2 separate regions of the Zea mays genome follow, and region 2 is linked to region 1. Evidence: chromatin contacts called from public Hi-C data. All regions are on one chromosome and are shown on one strand. The core of a region is the stretch at or near the end of the contact, and the rest is flanking DNA. Distances in the headings are between cores, read along the strand shown. Region 1 holds the start of LOC100279727. Region 2 holds the start of LOC100193449 (vacuolar protein sorting 26).

What was found. Hi-C and Micro-C count contacts between places; a contact is called where the count stands out from the background.
Region 2: a Hi-C map of tassel shows a contact between it and region 1, with 1.6 times the contacts expected there. The contact joins the promoter of LOC100193449 here to the promoter of LOC100279727 in region 1. A contact is called at or near these places in 2 of 25 Hi-C or Micro-C datasets (leaf and tassel).

The regions. Positions count from the first base shown.
Region 1 is chr2:226,855,250-226,858,275 of Zm-B73-REFERENCE-NAM-5.0, reverse strand. It overlaps LOC100279727, which reads left to right and starts at 1,742. Exons shown (of 12, transcript NM_001152686.1): 1 at 1,742-2,023. The coding sequence starts at 1,821.
Region 2 is chr2:227,056,792-227,059,949 of Zm-B73-REFERENCE-NAM-5.0, reverse strand. LOC100193449 (vacuolar protein sorting 26) reads right to left here and starts at 1,453. Exons shown (of 11, transcript NM_001138567.1): 1 at 1,218-1,453; 2 at 1,006-1,080; 3 at 817-891; 4 at 651-723; 5 at 239-283. The coding sequence starts at 1,220.

The DNA of each region.
Region 1 (3,026 bases), core at 493-2,992:
ACTGAGGGTACAAATTAGTTAATTAAATTAACTTTAAACTTTGAAGGAAAACAAAGGGAACATGATATAAACATGTGTATACCTGCGATTCAGCAAATGGATACCGACGATTAATGTCGAAGACGTTCATGGTTGCGCTGCCAGAGCAAGGACAAGGAGAGGGGAGGAGCGGTGATATACTGTTGTGGACGGCGTAGACCTCGCCGCTCGAATCCATGAATCACGTCAGTCCGATAAGGGATCCAGTCGTGGGATGAGGCGATGCACGTAGACTCACCAGGAACAGAAGTGGCTCACCGGAGAGGCGCTAGAGGAGCCAGTGAGGTCCGTGGCATCTGTAGGCGGAGCAATGCAGCCTCAGGATGTTTTCCCCCTTGCTCGTTCGTCTTCCGGACATCACAGGTTGGGGTGGAGCGGGGTGGACGAAAGGAACCTAAGATAGTGCACACCAGCAAGATCGGCCTCATCAACTGTGTCGCAATGGAGGAAAGTCGCATCCTCGAAGAGGGGGCAGCATGGATGAGCGCTCCGGCGACATCCGTGTCAGCCTCGCCGATTTAGAGACCTCGCACCACAGGGACTGCTTGGTGAGGAAGGAGATAGAAAGGACGGCGATATGGGCGGGGCACCTTTGGAGGTTGTCGGTGACCCTGTGCTTGAAGCCCGAGGGCGGGTTGACCTGCCACCCCGCTACCTCCTTCCGCAGGACGCGGCGTAGAGCTGTGCCAGCACGCAGCCGAGAGCACGAGACACCAGAGCGCTGGAGCCGGAAGCAGGAAGGACACGACGGCGCAACATGAAGATTCACGGTCGCGGAGAAGACCGAACGGGGGGGGCAACGACATGGCTACTTTGCTAGGGAGGAGGGAACACGGAGCGCCGACCATCTCCACCGGCGCGGGGGGGAGGGAGGCGGTGGAGTTGCTGGCACCGTGGTCCGTGGTGGGAGCTAATGGGAGCTCTGGGGGGCCTTCTCTGATCTGGAAGCTTCGCGGGCGTCGCAGAAAGAAGGGTAGGATGCTTCACCGTACGTCGATACGCGATCTGACAGTTGCAATTTTAGACGATGACGTGGATAGGCTAGGGAGTGCCGTTTTGGACCGGCTTTGTTATATAGAAAATTATAACTAGCTTTTACCTAAATATTATGATTTATAATATTATATTTAAACAATGGTTCTTAAAACTATGGTATTTTTGAATCTGACTAAAGCTATGATATTATTGTAATAGTAAAGTATATAGTGTTGTAGTTTTGAGAAACATATTAAAAATCATAGGTGATGATGGGTTGATGGCAAATTCAATAAACCATGGAAAACTATGCAAGCATGCAATTCGTGATAAGCTGTATTTTTATTCGGGTGTTTGAATGCATTAGAGCTAATAGTTAGTTAGCCTAAAAAAATACTAGTACAATTAGTTAAATAACAAATAGCTAACTAATTATTAGCTAATTTACTAAAATTAGCTAATAGTTAAAATATTAGTTAGAATGTTTGGATGTTACTTATCCTATGTTCTAAATTATAGTTTGTTTTAATTATATATGTAGCTATACAATATTTCTATACACAAAATAACCTATGAACTAAAAACATAATAAAGAGTGAATATTCACTTATATAGCTCGGCTTTAATGCAAAGTGATACGGAAATCCTTATAAAAAAAGCGACGAGTCTGTGGTGTACCGTCTACCACGGAGCCGCCGGTCCTAGCCTGGAACCAACCACCTCATCCGTCTGCGTGTGCGCGCTGACTCCCCCCTCTCCCAAAACCCCCACACTCCCCCTTCGGCATCTCCGATATCCGTTCAGCAATGACCATGAACGCTGCGATCGCCTCCCGACTCGGCCTCGCCGTCTCCAGGTGTGGGGCTGGGTCCCGAGTGGACAGCCGGCCGCTGACGCCGGCAGTGGGTTTCACGGCGGGGCCGAGGGCGCGCTCAGTAGCCGTCACCGCCGCCTCCTCTTCTCCGGCGACCGGTGGCGTGACGCCGGTGCCACCCCGCTCGAATCGCTCGTAAGATCTCCATATCTCTTTGGACTTCCTGTTGAATCTTGTTCGCGGGACTATCGTTTTTCCCTTTCAATTGTAATGTGTCTTAATACTGCGCGGATGGGACTATGTCGTTTGTGAGGAATTTAGCGGAGCTTTGTCGTATTGCCAGTGCCAGAAGCCAGAATTCTGTGGATCTCGGCGAGATTCGTTAGTTAGATAGATAGATTATGCTGACCTGGTGGTCATGTTGAAATCTTGCATTGAAGTCCCTAAGAAAAATGGTATTTTGGTAGTGCTTTACATGATTATATAGAGTACATGAATTGTTAAGGAAAATAGTTCCAGAGTACTTTTGGAACTGGCTACACGTTTTAATGCTAATCATTAATGCAATGGGGGTAAAGGTATCGTCACATTATTGTGACCATATTAATATGGAAATTAAAAATCCTTGCACCTTTGGTATGGTATTGTTTAAGAAAATAAACATGTTAATGTGCTAACATTTCCATTTTTGCACCATATGGCATATAATGTAATTTAATGGTCTAGCTACTAGTATATGTGTAAATGATATGTACTATGGGCACTTGACCGAGATTACTAAAGAAAAATCCGATCGAATGGGTCCATGGACTTGGCTATGAGACTACGAGGAAGGTCCATATAGAAGAGGCTTCCCGAAGATCAGATAGGGAAAAATCTCGGCCGAATAAGGGATAAGCGTGTAAACATAGAGTTGGACTTGTACAACTTGATAACGGACTCGGTGTATTCCATTTAACCGTCATCCCTCCTTAGGATATAAAAGGAGGGATGGAGGAACTCCCTGAAGAACAAGATACAACAGATCCACCACATACATGACGTAAGGTATTATCTCACATCGAGAGTCCGAACCTGTCTAAACCATCGTGTCTCTTGTGCCTTAACATTTAACTTTCAGTCTCGTGATAGGAATAATCTTCGACAATATGATTTGGATTCACAAAGCAAGTTCAAACACTAAATGAATCAGGTTTTA
Region 2 (3,158 bases), core at 204-2,703, 200 kb before region 1:
GGCACTTCAATGGAAGAGATAGGCATAACAGAGAAACAGTGAGTTAGCTCTAAAACAAAAGGTGCCAAGTTATACATGTTACAGATAACCATTGTAGTAAAGAAGAGAGCGAAGAATATATGAATTAAACAAAGGTACCATTTAATAGTGCTAGTAAAACAAAATAATGATAGAACAGAAAACAATAGTTTCAGGAAACCACATTGACATCTTGAATAAATTCAACAGAAAAATCTACCTATTGAAGTGAAGTCGTAGAAGTTGCCTCTGTCAAAATACAGCTCTGTAGTACAAACAATGGCACACAAAATTTGTTAGAACCTATCAAGAGATATAAAGTGTCGAAGAGCAGCATTATATCTTATGGTTGGAGAACAAGGATCAGTTCTCAGCAATTGCTCTTGCTTCATCTTCCAAATTTTTGCAATTTGTCAGTAGCCCAACGGTTCACCATGAATGGAAATTGAACAAAACTCTGACTGTGAATACACTTCTACAAATCGTTTCTCAACAAACAGTTCATTCAACGAACTGGATCGACTGCCACACTCATATGGCTCCCTATATCGCACTAGGGCACCTAGGTTTAGAACAGAACAGATCAGAGGAACATGGGAGAAATTTGGGGAGTAGCACAGTCGAACTTGTACCTATCTGACCCAGCAGCTCAATCTTCACACCCGTGTGTTCAAGCCTTTTACCTGGGACTGGAGCGATCGACACCTGCATGCAATTTCGTAAGGACTTAACCCACTCAAGTCACTCACACCAGCGTGAACAGAGAGGAAAAGGAACCACAACTGGCACTAGCACTACCTCTCCGGCTATGGTCTCAAGGGTCTGGAAGGCCGGCACCATGACAGTCTTCCCGTTGTCCTTCTTGATCTGGACCTGCAAGTGTTCAAGGAGCCAATCAAATTGACCCAACAGCAAGCCCGATAAAAATCTGTAAGGATGTAGCAGTGACATCAAGAATCAGGAACGAAGAGGGGAGTGAGGACGCACCTGCTTCCGGGTTCTCTCATCGGCGAATGTGACGAAGATGTCGCAGGGCGGCTTGAATGCGCCGATGATGTAATTCTGGGACAGGAAAGAGTGCAAATCAGAGGGGATCTAACCTCTAAGGCTCCACGCGCCGTAAAGGTGCCAAAGATGCCATCTTGGAGAGGGAAACGAATTAAGAGCAGCCAAGATTAGATGGCCTGGGCGTTGATTACCATCGTAGCTTCTGGGTCAGGGAAGCGAGTCCAGCGGCGATCCAGAGATGGCGGCCAAGCTGGTGCGACGGCGACGGCGACGGCGAAGGAGGGAGGGGATCACCGGCGAATCAGCAGCATATGCTTAATCTGGTGAAACTCCTGAGTCCCAACTCCCAACCTGAGAGGCTGACTGCCTACATGGGCTGAGCCGCTGAGCTCACCTGACTGGACCGTTTAGCCTGGATCAGCATGAGCAAATTTCGGCGCAACTGGTTCAATCGCATGAGATGATGGGCTTGAAACCACAAGCAGAAGTGGAAAGCTTCGTGAGCTCAAGGTCCAATTCTGGATTACACGGAGACAGGCCCATAAGCGCAAATATTAAAAGAAGTGGATCTAAAACTGCTAATACTCTTCTAAACGGATCCTATACATTATTATTTATAAAGTTATTCTATCTCTAATCTAGGACCTTGCTTGGAGTAGGGAAAGATTTTTTTTTCTAAATCTTATTTTTCTCTACAAAATCAAATTTATTTCCATAAAATTTATTGTATGATCTTTTATAAAAAAATCTTTTATTTCTAAAGCTGACCTAAAACATAAATTTATAGGGGTGAAGAACTTCTAGAGCACAACCTGAGGAGAATGTATCCTATGCTAAGACCAACTTTATGAATATACGATTAGTAAATTTAGATACTTCACTCAACAACCTTCGGCTGAGCATGTGGATTTTTTTAAATATGTAGCTAGACGCAGGAGAGAAGAGTGTGGAAGATGTTTTTTTTAAAACACGTCAGTTGTAATTTTTCAGACAGATAATAAATTCTTTCATCTAAGATCTAGAGGTTGTTTGAGTGTTAGTTTAAAATAAGTTAAATTATATAATTTAAAATATTATAATCACAAATATATAGGTCTCTAGATGTGGGCCAGCAACCTGGCCACGCTATGACACACTGCATGATGAAGGAAGCTCGAGCTCACATGGTGACAGGGCCGGCCTTGATAGGGACAGGGGATGGCTGTCATGGGCCCTCGAAACTATGGGGCCTCTAAGTATGTATTAAGTATATAATGTATGCTATAAATTTTTAGTAATAGATTTTAGTTTAGTCACCATTCGGTAGTATATTCGTTAACTGTAGTTTGTTGGAAATGTAAGAAACGAATCGATGAGTCTGCCGCTGTCTTAGAGAAAACAAATCGTCGCAAACTGATAGTGAGACGCAACTACACACTGAGTGCATGTTCGTTAGATGCATGTAACCATAGTGTATATGTACTAGTCCTTGTATTAGTCCTTGTATTATATATGTGTGTATTTTTTTCAATCTCACAGATTCATGATTGATCGTTGATTATTCTATATATGGTTCAAAAGTCAAAAAAAAAGTCCCAAACTCTTACCTTACCTTGGCACTAAGTGATTAAAAGGGCAAGATAAAAGATTTTTTTGATAGGGTATTATATGCTATAGAAATTTTTGAGCATACAAAGAGGTGGATTGTTATCCTAATATCTCTATTGCATATCAAATCTTATTTATTGTGTGCGTGAATGTTCTATCCGTCGAAAAAATCTTTTTAAAACTAAAATTAGTGAAAAACTATTTGAGACCAAAATTATATGTTCATAAGGTTTCATATATATATATACTTAAAGCACCAATTTCAATGGTCATTCTGCATTATCTTTTTACAAAAAAGTCAATACATTTCTTCCAAATCAACTCAGCGTAAAATATTAAAAAACAAAGCAACAGGTGGGGTGTGTTATTAAAAAGTGGTGTAGGAGGTGGGGTTTGAACCCACACCCTAATAATGGAAGAAGGGTGGAAGACACTGGACGAAGATGTCTAACCAGTAGAACATCATGCTCAGGTATTTATAATATTGAATATAAATTGTACATATGTATATATGATTTTTTGTAAAATAAAAAAATAATCGTGTC